Regions from separate parts of the Sus scrofa genome. Here region 2 is linked to region 1. The links are chromatin contacts, called in public Hi-C maps. All regions are on one chromosome and are shown on one strand. The core of a region is the stretch at or near the end of the contact, and the rest is flanking DNA. Distances in the headings are between cores, read along the strand shown.

The links. A called contact is a pair of places that touch in the nucleus more often than the background predicts.
Region 2: a contact with region 1 is called in a Hi-C map of embryonic fibroblasts, with 2.7 times the contacts expected there. The contact joins the enhancer-like site here to the promoter of LOC110255979 in region 1. A contact is called at or near these places in 5 of 47 Hi-C or Micro-C datasets (embryonic fibroblasts, fetal heart ventricle and heart right ventricle) and 2 of 2 datasets of contacts at active chromatin or transcription factors (alveolar macrophages and skeletal muscle).

Annotation. Positions count from the first base shown.
Region 1 is chr12:10,359,714-10,366,809 of Sscrofa11.1, reverse strand. LOC110255979 reads right to left here and starts at 4,456. Exons shown (of 1, transcript XM_021066710.1): 1 at 2,141-4,456. The coding sequence starts at 4,432. The coding sequence ends at 3,950. It also overlaps a transcript of KCNJ2 not described here.
Region 2 is chr12:10,076,283-10,083,378 of Sscrofa11.1, reverse strand. No RefSeq gene overlaps it. Among named protein-coding and RNA genes, the nearest start is that of KCNJ2, 280 kb to the left of the region's middle. Within about 2 kb of position 3,333, at least 3 of the 83 cell types and tissues checked have an H3K27ac peak or open chromatin away from gene starts, as enhancers often do. A contact at or near this core is called in embryonic fibroblasts, where this site is marked.

The DNA.
Region 1 (7,096 bases), core at 3,207-5,706:
ATCATAAGTCCATATCTTGAAGCTTTTTTATCCAAAAAGGAAACTAACCAAAACAAAGTAACTCCAAATTTAGCCTACACTCATACTATGGCAAAAATATACATCTACTTTAAACCCTTTAGATCATATTTACTTTTGCTTTGCATGTATTGTTAAACAACCTCGGTTATGTGATTTCTCAGGCCAGTGCCCATTAGAATCAACAAATTAGGCAGAGCATGGTGACAGCCTGATAGATTCAAGGCACATTTGCAGAAGCAAAAATGACAGGTGAAGGCTCCTTGATGGAGAAGAAGGAAAAATATGCAGAAAGACTTAAATAAGCTTAGTCTTAGGTCATTTGATGTAGAAGACACTATTCTTCTTGTATCCTGATAAGCCTTCTCTATTGCAGGTAAAAATGAAATAGCTTATGTTTATTGTAATGAGTCATTCCTGAGTCATGATTCAAAAGAGATGTTATATTCAAACATATTGTTACTTTCATTCATTTCATCATTCAAGTGACATTTACTGAGATTGATTTATTTACTCAGTCATGTGCAAGAAAATGAGAATATAAAGATTAAAAAAACATGGCAGAGAACTTTGAAAAGCTCCCCATTGGTAGGTGGAAACAGGCATAGAGAAAACCATATTTGTAAAAACACGAGAGGAACAAAATGTGCTATACTAGAAATATTGACAAAGTGCTACAGAGACAACCAGTTAGAGTTTGAGGATGCATATAGCATGTAACAGAAAATAATTCCAAATCAAACAAATTTCAATTATTTAGAAAAGCCGTTATGTGATATGCTGCCTTCCCAGGAATGCCAGATAAATCAGGCATCTCATCACTGTGTGTTGCAGCGGTGACAAATGGCAAATAAGGCTGGAATAAACCACAACTGCTTCCCGCAGCTTTAGAGGAAGCTGTCTGTGCAGGCAGTGGCTTGCAGGAAGGACCTGCCGTTCTTAGAAGCAGCTTATAATTTATACACATGATTACACATATGTAGACAGAGCTGGAGGCATAATGGACATTTAGGATACAAACTAGCGAGGGGGCTGATCCTGTCCTCTGGCTTGCTCTCAGCATCCTTAACACAGCTACACATGCTATTATGTCATAGATATTAAGTCTTTCATTATAAAGACTTCACCATAAATTCTATTCCATTTCACTCTACTTCTCAGAAACTCATCAGATTTTTCTTTTTCCCACAATCCATTTTAAAACTTAAATCATAGGCTGCCTTATCTTGTCATTTGGCCATTTGATTTCACATGTGCATGGTCTGTCTTCTCCATTAGAGATTGTGACTTCTTAGAAAGAAGGCACTCTTCCTTCTAGGGCTCTGTGTCTCCCAGATCACCTTGTACATAGGTCAGGTACAAAGCAGCTACTCAACCAGTAACTTTATTGAATTTAATACAAAGATTAAATCTTGCCAGTGCAGTAAGTGAAACTGCCAAAGGAGTTTTCCAATGGGTAAGATAACATTCTGTGGCTTAAAATTCCCTAGTAGGTGCCTTGTCCTCATAGCAGCAGGCTATAAACTCATCCTGTCTGCATTTAAATTCAATATAACATTTCTTTCTTTATTATGTACTACTATTAATTATCACTGTGAAGATTAGTAAGTGGCTCTTTCTGCCTAGCAGATGCAGATGACAGGAGCTTCTCATCTCTTATCACTGTGAAATTGGACAGCCTACATGGTTAATGGAAGTCTGAGAATATATCTGATTGCTGGTGGTCTTAGCATAAGTGCCAAGGAAAGATTTATGTTCCCAGTGGAACAATCTCCTTCTGTGTCACACGATCATTCATAATCTGACTGCAGATCTAGACTGTGACTAATATTTGGCTTTAATATGATAGGTGGTTACCGTGGAAGGAATCAGTAAGAGCATAATTGTCACTTCCTTGGAAAAATTTAATTCACAGATGGATCCCAACACCCAACTGCACTGGTGTCCAAAACTAATGGGGATTTTTGCTAAATAAGGACCGATCCAGCCAAAAAAGATATACTCTGACTAGAGAAATCTGTATCACGTATTGCTATAAAAAGTATATTTACCCAAACGCTGACTGTTTTGGAACACTAGAATTTTCTTAATAGGGATATAGTGAAAAGTCACTCACTAATTAAAAGGCACATTTATATTTTTTTCCCTAATAAGGTAAAGCAATCAAGTTAATCACTGCTCTCATGCACTTAACAAAGTTTCAGTTGCTGACAAAATTTAATCCTTCATGCTTCCTTATTAAGATAAGGTAAAATTTTTATTCATTAAAATAATCAACTTTTCTTTAATTTTCTACTTCAGTAAATAAGCCTTGCTGCATATCATTCCATGGGAGGGGAAAGTGATGATGAGAAAGACCAGGATACATTATTTATTTGCCCCCTCCCATAAATAAGCTTATACAAACAACCACAATCTTATTAACATTGCATTCATTTCTTTAAAGGTTTTTCCTATTACGTGAAACTCTTGGCCTGCGGTGCCTTCCATTTATTTGGAGTAGCATATTAACGCAAAACAAGTTCAACCCTAATTCCGGAGAAATGGCGTTGCCTTCTGGGTGACTAGTTTTCCAAAAGAGCTCATTACCTGGAAATAAAAGTGTTGTCTCTGTGCATTCAGGGGGTTTGGAAAATTCTTAGCCATCTCCAGATGCACAGAATGAATCATAATTAAGAGAACATATATAAATAATTACTTTCCTCTTTTCACTGAGGTTTAATACTCCTTAAAGGATTAATTAGACCGCTCCTGTTTCTTAGAAGAAGTCCATGAGGAAACACATTTCAGAAGAAGCTTATTGCAGCCCCATGAACTATTCCTCAGCCTCTTGCCCTTCAGATGAATCAGCTTCTCCGTCTCCAGGCTCTTTGAGATTTAGGCTACAGCCTGGCTTCCTATGTATCCATCTATTTTGCAGCGTTAATCCAAACTGTCTACCAATAACACTTGGTTTAATATGCTAAATTAGACCTCCCTGGTGTGAAGCCTGATTCGCACGGAGAGGGCTTGAAAAGGCAAGATGGTGGGTAACAGGGCTTGCACACTGTATCAAGCAAGTATTTGGCTATCAGAGTCACGCCGCGTGCACAGCCTGTTCCTTACCCTTTTAATTTCAGTATCTTTGCTCTGTGCTGGGGCAAGCGGCATAACGCAGGATTAAGAGCCATCTGCAAAACCGTAGCGCATTTCACCAGCACCTCCTAGGGGCCATGTGCGGGTATGAGGCTAGGAGGTGGGTACCGGTGCAGACCCTTTCCTTGTTCAGTTTCACCTCGCCCATACACAGCAATCCCCCGGGCTCTGCCGCTCAGAACGCCAGCGAGTTTGTTGAAGGAGTTTGGCGTCTCTAGGAGGCCTTTTAGAGGCTTAAATAAACTGCACGGAAGACACGTTCGATCGCTTGAAGTAATAAACATGCAACACACACAGGGATTTCAAACTGAGTGTTAAGGAAGAGACACCTAAATATACTGTGTCCTTTGAGAGCAAAGCTTCACTATGACACCAAAGTACTCAGATTTATGCACCACCCCAATTTACACACGCATACACACACACGCGCGCGCGCGGTTTAATCTGTAAAGTTCGAGGATCCGGACCGGTTAACACTGACGTTGACATAGCTTTTGAAAGGGTCTACATGCTCTTGCCTGGTTGCTGGGAATGAGGGCTGGGAGGCGCTGGTGCGAGGGCAGAGCTGAGTGCCTGTAGGAGTTGCCGTTCCAGAGAATTCATTACTCTTTAATTGCTCTGATTTTAGATCAGCAGAGCGTGCCGGGCGCTGGTGGAAAAAGAAACTGAGGGCGGACACTGCGAGAGGGAACGAGTCGTTCACCCTCCAGAGCAGTCTAGGCGCTTGTAAGTAATTCACCAGCAGTCGGGAGAAGGAAGAGCCAAGCGGTTAGGCAGTTGCAACACTTGCGCGCGTCTAAATCCAGCTGGGTTCTGCGCGCCGGTCGCGGTCCCTTTCCCCACTGAATTCGCGGCTCCTCCGCGCACCGCTGGTTCCGCGGGGGTTGTGAGGGACGTGGGGGCTCTTGGGTGGGAGGGAAGGGGAGAGGAAGAGGCGCCCCGGCTGAGGTGGAAGCCTCCACCGCTGCCAGCGTTTCGCCCGGACACAGGCACCCCGCAAGCCCCTTGGGATACACGCATGGCACAGCCGCCACGGAGGACAGAAAAAGGGAAGTGTGGGGCTCGGAAAGGGGTAGGAAGCTTTGCCCAAAGGCCAGGCTGCAATTAGGCAGCCGCAAAAGCCCGGCCGCGGAGCTTCCCACCTGCTGCTGTCCCAGCTGGGGCGCAACTTCCTCCTCCCCGGCCCCGCCGGACTCCCAGACCGGGCTCGGAGGGCGGAGGGGAAGGAAGCGGCGGCAGGTTCTCCTCGCTGGCTGCGCCGCAGGCCGGGGTGTAGCATCCTCCCCTCCCCGCCGAGGTTCCCGGGGCCGGCCGCGCGGTCAGGCGCGCTGCGATTGGTCGGCAGCGGCCGGGGCGGGGCCAGGCGGTATCTCCCGGACGGCCTCAAAAGAGCCCAGGATATTGCAGAGCGCACTGGAGCCCTAGCCAGCGCGCAGCCTTCCCCGGCGCCGGCAAGCTGGGTCTTGGGAATTCTGGTTTGCTTTGGCTCACTCGCTTTCACAAACTACTGGATCTTACATGCCTCTGTAACCCCCCACTTCCACTCCATGTCCCCATGCTCCTGCGCCAGCAACAGGTAAGGGCTGCTGTGTATTTTCTTCCCTCCTTTTCTCTTGTTGCCTGTGTATCCTGGGGAGTGGACTCGGGCTGCCGTCCCCGACCCTACCCTGCCCGGCTGCTCCAGAGGTGCCCAGCTGTCACGCTGTTGTAGCGCTCACCCACGCTCCGGAGTCCCAGATCATGCCTATAGAGTTTGTGTGCGCACCAGAACATCCCCAGAGCTAAAAATACTGAGACATGCTTGGAACAGTTGAGCAATAGAAACAGATTTCTCTGCAGCATCTGTTTGTGCTCATAACTTCCAGTGCACCAGCTGTAGCAAGATACAGCGTTTGGAGACAAGGGCGAGGGAGCCTGTGTTCGATTCTCACTCTAAGGGAAAAAAAGGGGCGGGGGCGGGATGGGGGGTGCGTCTGGAGTACTGGTCTCAAATCTTGGCAAATCTTGGCACTCGGTACTAGTCCTGATCCTTGGCGTCTCTCCTCCCCCCCCCCCCTTTGTCATTGCTTCAAGTGTAGCTTCCAGTTCCAAACCGAGCGAGCGTCTCAGAGTTGCTTTCCTGGGGAAGAGAGCGGGAGCTCGGGTTGGCTTTGAGCCTGAAGACCGCAAAACTTTTACATCATCTGTCACTCTCCCCTAAGCAACTTGTTTTTCTTAGTAATAATAGTGTTAATACCGAAATTAAAGGCAGTGTGGTTTCAGGGAAGCACAGTGGTCAAAACGACCTGATTCTGCAAAAGATTGCATCATAAAACATAGACTCATCATGACAATTGAAAAAAAAAACCGAGATAGGAAATGGGCAGTTTATTGCCTGCGTCTGGGTAATCCTATCAGTAGGATCATAACTAGGATAAGGCTGTGAATCCTGGGGATTTTCATAAACTCTGAATTTACCTATTAAGAAATAAGGCATTATTGTAAACGTGTTTTGGCTATGCAAAAAAAATGAATATTGCTTTGTACCACTTCTTTTCTTTCCATATTCATACTCGGTAGGCTGCCAGACTTCTTCTGGCTAACCACTGTTATATGTCTCCTGTATATTACCTGTACACTTGCTAGCTTCTTCCTGCTCACTTCTGCCCCGGCCCCCAAGTGTTTTATTTATATTTGCTATTACCCGGAAAAATCGCCATGTTCAGGAGTAAGAGATGTTTAAGGATGGTGGGAAGCGTGAGAGTTGGGGTCAAGGTCATTTCACTTCGCTTTCAGCTCCTCCCCCTCTCTCTTGGGGGGGGGCACTTTCTTTTACGTTATTGATATCCATTAGGAATATCTGTACCGAACTCTATTGAATTTGACATTAAAAAATAACACGGTATTTCTACTTCCTTCAGACTTTCCGGCTCTAGACTCTCTGGTTGGCTGTAGCGTCCTTGTATGACTTTCGAGTAGTGTGAACGATTGACCACGCTGTTTACCTGAACAGACCGGCTGTTTCAGGCTTTTTTCTTTTACTGTATAGTTTTGTTTACCAAAGAGGTGTATTTTCCAGCGTTTACACGTGCTAAGTGATGCTACATGCATTACTGAATAGGAACCTGGTAGAGCTCACAGAGATAAGCGGGCATCCCTCTCCCCTCCCCCTCGGCCCCTCCCCCTCCCTTCTGTTTACTGCGCTTCTAAGAGGTTACTTCGCTAGCATTTGCGCTCTCATAGCAACATGTGCCCAGAGCACACTCAGGCTCGTCTATATGGCGTCAGCTGGGGAATAGCTGCTCTAAACACTCATTAGCAGACCTCTCCTTCAGCCCAGCGCACTTTCTTCTCCTCTCCTTATTTCCTTTTCGTACTTACAAACTTTTTTTTTTTTTCACTATATGCTGCTACCATATTAGGAGACCCATTTATTCTCATTTACTCTTCTTGATTACATGTTTCTGCTCTCTTATAATCCATAGTAGGGTTCTTTCCTTTATGATACAAATGATCCGGATTCATTCATTTGCACCGTGCTGTCTCCTGGACCTTGTGTTTCTCTGCAGCTCTCTTGCCTTTAACATCCACCTTGAGATGGAAGCTGAACTATTTTTTTCCATTGCTTATGCTTAATTTTGGCTCAGCCTATAAATAGTCTTAACATGAACAGCACTACATGTAGCCTCTCCATTTCCCAGAAATACTTTCTACCTCATTGGTTATACTGTGGGTAAAAATGATTATTTGTATCTATTACATTTAGACCAGGCCCTGAAATATTTTGGCTGACAAGAGGGAATGCACACACAGCTCACCAATTCAGATACGAATTCTCCAGAGTCGTACCCATCAGGGAGTCGAATCACTTGATGTTTTCATCTATTCTTAATCAGATGTTTCTCAAAAAATTACTTTGACTCTATCTTAAAATGAAGTTGCATGAAAGCCCTATTCCAAATTA
Region 2 (7,096 bases), core at 2,084-4,583, 280 kb after region 1:
TTCCTAGTGACCTCTTGGTGTGCCCCAAACTCTGTCTTGACTAAAGGTCCATCCAGACGTATTTATAAAATTAACGATTTTACTAGTCCCTAGCAAAGCAACCTACAATGGCCAAAGCCATCATGGAATCGCCTTGGGCTAACTGTGGATAGAAACTGATTGCAAAGGGGCCTAAGGGAGCTATCTGGAATAATGGAGAGATTCGATAGCTTGATACGAGTAATGATTGCATAACGGTACATCGCTGTCAGAACTCACTGAACCTGTATTTGAAACAGGTGCACTTTGGTGCATGTGTAAATTGTCTTATTTAAATAAGTTTTAATTACCCAGAATAGGTGATACATCATCATGGCCACTTACCCTCAAATGCAGGAGAAAAGAGTGTCTTACACTCGGATTTGGCAATCGAGCAATATGTTATATGAACACTTGCTCTGGGTGCTCTGTTCATACGAAGGCATTCACTTAGTATTGTCACCATTTAACAGTAGAGCCATGACTCTGTCTTAAAGATGAGAAAACAAACCCCAAAGATCCTTAAAGTAAATGGATACTAGACTGTGGAAAAAAAAACAAAAACAAAAAAACAAAGGAGTTCATCCCATTATTATTATATTATTCATAAGTAAATCAGGGGTTTTGGAGACCAGCTGCCTTGCTGAAGGACACACATCTATACAAAGAATGTACCGAGAATCAAATGTATACTTTTCTTAATTTTTCCCTTAATGCTTAGGGTGATCCTGTAACACATACACTAACCTGGGTGGAAAGACAGTGCCATGAATAACTGAATTGGATCATACACGTTCCAGAACGAAACCGGCACAGCCGGGGGCATACGACACATGGTCCTTAAGACCCTAGTTGCCTGTCATTCTGGACACAACATGTTGCATTTATGGCCTAAAAGAGCTGATTACTGTTTGGTTTCACATTGAAACAGTACAGACATTCTTGCTTTTTGAATGCAGGTGTGAATCAAGAGACACCAAGAAAAAACCAACTACTGTTAATTTATTTTGAACTGAGTCTGTTTCTAAAAAGACTGTGTCCGTGAGGAAAGAAATGGTATCAAAAAAAGAAAATGTGAGGGGGATTTATTTCCAAAGGACCCACTTGGAATCACAAGTGGGAACCCACGAGAGTGTGGCAGACTCTTCTGTTACTCCTAGATAAGATAGAGGGTGCCCAGTGAGCTCCGTATTTCAGGAAAATAACAAATAAATGTAAGTTTTAGTGTCCATGTGCTTTTTCTCCCTTTTTTTTTTTTCTTTCTTTTGTTTTCTGCCAAATCTTGCAACTGTTAAGTCGTATTCCCCAAAAGGGACAAAAGTAAGGAACAGGTTCCTGTAAGGCCAGAAGGCAGTGATTTGAATAAAACCAGTGAGATGCCTTAAGAGGAGGGAAGAGGCAGAGTGAGAACCTTCACAGTCAGGGACCCTTGGAAGAAGGAACCTGGCCTCTGGGAACTTCCCTCCCGCCTCCAGGGCCCCGAAAGAGGCTTCCTTATGTCTGAACCCCAGCACCCAGCTTCCCAGGGCATAGAGCACAACACAGGGAAGAGGGATGGACAGAGTAAATCTGGAGGAACCAATAGAATCTATCTGGCCCAGGCAGGATTACACTTCTAGCACAGCAAAGGTGGTAACCAGGCTTTGGGAGAAGAAATCTATCCCTAAGGTGACACCTGACGAATAATAAACCTGAAATTAATTTAAAATATAACATCCACAGGAAATTACAAACAAATGCACACCATGAGAGGTTTTTACTCAAAATGCTTAGCCTGTGTAACAAAGTTCAAAACAGGGAACACAAATTATACAAAAAAAAAAAAAAAAAATATATATATATATATATATAAATACAAAAAAATACCCCCCCCAAAAAATATATATAAAGTGCTTCAAAGGAAAACTTGGTAAAACTAGCTTCCCCACTTCTTTCGGAAGGAAAGATAAGTCCCAGAAAGGAAACCAGGTTCAAACATGCATAGGGAAAGAAAAAAAATCATAGCCTGAACATACTGGATTTCTCTTACAAAAGTAAATAAATGAAGGTTGGAATTTCTATAGATTAAATCAGATATTCTCCTATGGATAAAATTATTTTACGATATAAAGACATTTTTAAAAACCATTCCACATACGTTCATTCTGTAATGATATTACTTATGATCATTGCCTGGGGTTGTGGAGGTTTTCTGGCCAAAACATTTTTTTTTTTTTTTTTTGTCTTTTTGACTTTTTCTAGGGTCGCTCCCACAGCATATGGAGGTTCCCAGGCTAGGGGTCTAATTGGAACTGTAGCCACCGGCCTACGCCAGAGCCACAGCAACGCGGGATCCGAGCCGAGTTTGCAACCTACACCACAGCTCACGGCAACGCTGGATCGTTAACCCACTGAGCAAGGGCAGGGATCGAACCCGCCACCTCATGGTTCCTAGTCGGATTCGTTAACCACTGAGCCATGACGGGAACTCCTGGCCAAAGCATTTTGCAACTTTTTTTCACCCGTGATTTTGGAACCTTAAAATTTTTCGTAAGTGAAAACCTAAATAGCCATTTACACAGTATGCTCACCTATTTATGGGAATAAACACACAAAAGCTAAGTCACAAAGAATGTGTGTGAGTCCATACATATCTGAAAATAAATATCCGCACCTCATTGATGACATCGCTTCTAATTCTGGGTGTAAGCACCACAGGTGACATTTTATTATTCTAATTTTACTTTTCTCTAGGTTCTAAATATCCCACACCAAGTGACTCTAATCCATCAGAATAAATATTATAATACGCTCTTTTACGAGCATTTCCTGTTCCAAAATAATAAAATGCATTTCGTGTCCTTTTCCATGGTTGGTGATTCCGATGTAAAAATCAGTAGAAGAACATATTTATCCGTGGATAACGCACTGTATTTATCCATTGCAAACACCCCAGAGATGGAGACTGAAACTTTGTGTGTTCCTTTCGTTTTCACAGTTAAATGGAAATTGTTTGTAGTCCTTGCCAAGAATAAGGCTTTGTAACTTTGAGTTTGGCACAGACCATATACTACGTATCATTATCCAAATGTGGCTGGAAAATCTGAGACTTTTTTTTAATGCTTCCATAGGAGTAAGTGAGGGATTATCTTATCCCAGTTAACAATTACATGCATGTTCTCTTGCATACGTGCAGGGGGAAAAAACCAAGGGGCATTTTTGGCCTGGCATCTCGACTCCCCAGATTTGGCACAGGGATGACTCTTACCCCGTAACTGCGCCAGCGTACAGGGAACTGGGCTCACGGTAGGGGACATGGACTTGGCACTGGTTAGGCCATTTCTCAACATTTCAGTAACTGGAATGCCTCATTTCTCTGTGTCGACAGTCCTGAGTAACATAGTAGGACCCAGGAGATCATTTAAAGGCTCATTTTTTTTTCAATAGGTAGCTTTTCCAGGCAAGCGTAGCATTTTGCATTTTAAGTCCTGTCATCACCCATAGGAAAAAAAATATATGATGTATTTCCTTTCAGGCACTGAAGTTCACATTTTTGAGGTCATGCTTTTTTCCAAACAATCGCTGGGTGCAGTCCTCCCTCACTGAGTTTCAACAGCTTTACCCTTAAAAGACATAACACATTAAAGAAATGCTAAGATTTGCTTTTTTTTTTTGGAAACTAAGATTAGCACACACTGTATGAAGCTGATACCCTTCCACGGCGGGGGCTGGGGGGGGGGATGGATTTGAAGATTTCTAAGTTGATGAATAAGAACATTTTTTTAAAGTTCAATCTGAAGCCTCGAGATATAGTTGGCAACAAATAGAAAACAGTGCTGGGTTAACAGAGAAGAGGAGGTAGGGTGAAAACTGCTTGTTTCAGGTTGCGCTTTTGCCACAGGTGTATCAAGAGGGTCAACTGGAAGCATCTGATACCATTTACTCCCTGGACTGTTAAGAGAATAGCACAAGGTTCCTGTGACTATATTCATTACAAAAGCAGGAGGGTGTTCCTAGCTCTGTCTCTTACTGACAGAGCCAGGAATATTAGTCTTGGAATGAAAGGTCCTTGTCAAAGGTGAATCGACATGGCCAAACCGTGTTTTGGACTTCTCTGGTTGATCTTCATCAGAAATACACGGATAACTGTTGTCAGGCATAGAACGAGCGATGAAAATCTAATTTGAAAATGACTGTTGAAAATTTGCTTGCACACACACACACACTTCCATGCACACTTCCACAAGTCACATCTAGTAGAATAACTCAAGACAAAGAATGAGAATGAGCCCCAGTACACAGAGAATTCTTAGGACCAGGAACGAAAAACTACTACATGTTAAACCTGTAAGCAGCATTTCCATCCTAAGCAACGGAAACGCGAATTTATCTGCGGGGGACCCTACTTCTTTCTCATGGAATAAGTACCTCAATACCTTTTCGTCATGGACGTTCAAATCCAATACCTGGCATGCGATGTGGGGTGGGCATGGGGGGTGTTCAGGACCCTGATGCAGACTCTCTGGTACTCTTAAGTCTGTTCTGCTTCTCAGACCTAAGTCTGCACAACCTGCTCATTTGCTCTCGCTTGGTTTTGAATTCCCTTTCTGGAATTAGACTGCTTTTCTTAAGGGCAAGTGTTATGCGTGTGAGTGAATGCATTTTCTTATCCGTGACTTGGAGGAGAGACCCTGAGAGGCACCAAAATGTATTGAAATCCTGCTGTTTCTCTCACACAGGCTAGCTGACTTAGGAAACAGTGGGATTCCCATGGCCACAGATCCATTTTGCTGCTGCCCCATGTACAGGGTTGATAATGACTGGGTAGCTTATCTTTGTGACATAGGTTAAGGTACATCCTTGGTGTACTAATTAATGAGTAGCTGGTGGGAGGTCAAGGGTAAGGCTACCTCTTGGGATAAGAGGTGAGTTTTCTGGGTGGGACGTGGGCATTGCAAGCTTTGAGGCTCCCCATCAGACCCCTCCTGAGTTGCTGGCCCTAAGAGTTGCTGCATCTAACTAGAGTGATTAGTTAATCCCTGTTTATTTATTTTCTTTTTATATTTAATAAGGCAAGGCATCTTTAAAAATGCTCCCTGTGGGAGGTCTCTTGTGGCACAGTGGGTTAAGGAATCGGTGTTGTCACTGCTGTGGCTTGGGTCACTGTTGTGGCATAGGTTTGATCCCTGGCCCAGGAACCTCCACATGCCATTAGCTTGGCCAAAAAAAAAAAAAAAAAAAAAAAAAAAAAAAAAAAATTGCTTTCTGTGTTGTGGGCCAATAAACCGTCCTGGTCTTGCCTTTTCCATGGGATAATGTGGGTACAGGGCAGAGTAAGAGCAGCATAAGGAAAGGCAAAATCCAGCATTTTCAGGAGAAATGACTAATTCAATATGGCTAGTTCTTCACTCTCTTCATGCCTCCTGAAAGTAACAATAAAACAATATAAAAAAAGGGAAAACCCACAAAGATAAAAAAAAAAAAATTGGAGAGAACTCAACTGCAATTCAGATATTTCGACAGGCTTGGAGAGAAGTGCAGATGCAGGAGAGGAACTGACTCAGCAGATGGTAAGAATTTGCAACCCAAAGAGTCTGATGGGAACTGGATAGAGAAGCGTGCCAAGTGACCCGAAAAACCCCTGAAGGGGTTAGCCCCAAGAGACAATAAATACTGCTCAGGGGCAGGATAAGGTGTAGTGCTGAGTAGGCAGAAAGTGATCGAACTTAATACCAATGGGGTGAACTTCCAGAGGCTGGAGAACAGGTGACTGCCTCTCCTCCTCCTCCACCCGCCCCTGACTAAGAGGATGGAGATGCTTTTAGGAAGAAATGAAATTTGAGAGGCTCTAGAGATACAAAGATAGAGAACCAATATAAAGTGAGCCATGGTCTCTGTGTTGGAAGGAAATCCCTGCCCTGCAACGATTCTTGTCTTGCCGTATTAATACCCTTGCAGTATGAGTGGACTCTCTGACTTGCTTCAGCAGTGGGATGGGATGTTACTTCTTTGATTATGTCACATTATATATGACTCAGCCTAATTAGATCAGAGCTGTTGCGACTCCCCATCCCTGGCCTTGACCAAGTGAACTATCATAACATAACTGGCCACACAGAAGAGACCCATGCAGATGAGAGCTAAGGCAGGGGGGAGGGGGGAGGTCTCCCTGTGAAGAGAAGGCAGCCTCCAGCATGAAATGGAAGCCTCAGTCTTTAAACTACAAGGAAGCGATGCTTCCAACAGTCTGAGGGCTTCTGTAAGGAGCTCTGTCTCCAGTTGGGCCTCTGATAGGACCACAGCCTTGGATTTCAGCCTGTGAGAGGGAACCTGGAGCGGAGAAGGCACGTCAGTACCCCTGACTTACAGAAACAGCGATAAGAAAGGTGTGTTTAAGCACCTGAGTTCTTGGTAATTTGTTATGCAGCATCAGAAACTAATTCAGTCTCTTAAACCCCGTCCCATGTCTTCCAACTAGAATATTAGCAGACATACAACCCCCTCTCAACAAAGAGAAGATGAAAAAATTCTCCATTAAAAGGTGTGATGTACTTTCATGGGACATCCGCTAACTAAAAGGCCAGCCACAGGCTGAAGACCCCACATGCAAACCTGTTAACTAACATACATGTATGTTGTAGCATTCCAAAGGGTTTTTCTAGAGCCGATTTAAAATATGAACAGCCAATTGAGAATGACCAGAATTTTGAATAAGAATTTCCAGTCTAAAGAAAGACACTAAACAAACAAGTTAAAGGTATCCAGAGGAAAGAGGCAATTCAAGTATAAGAAAGAAAGACAGACAGACAGACAGAAAGAAAAAGTTCGTTCCCATTGTGGCTCAGCAGCAACGAATCTGACTAGCATCCATGAGGATGTGGGTTTCATCCCTGGCCCCGTTCAGTGCGATAAGGATCCAGTGTTGCTGGAGCTGTGGTGTAGGTTGCAGACGCGGCTTGGATCCCATGTTACTGTGGCTATGGTGTAGGCTGACAGCTGCAACTCTGATTTGATCCCTGGAAACTTCTATATGCCACAAGTGTGGCCCTAAAATGCAAAAAAAAAAAAAAAAAAAAAAAAGTTTTGAAGGAAGGAAGAA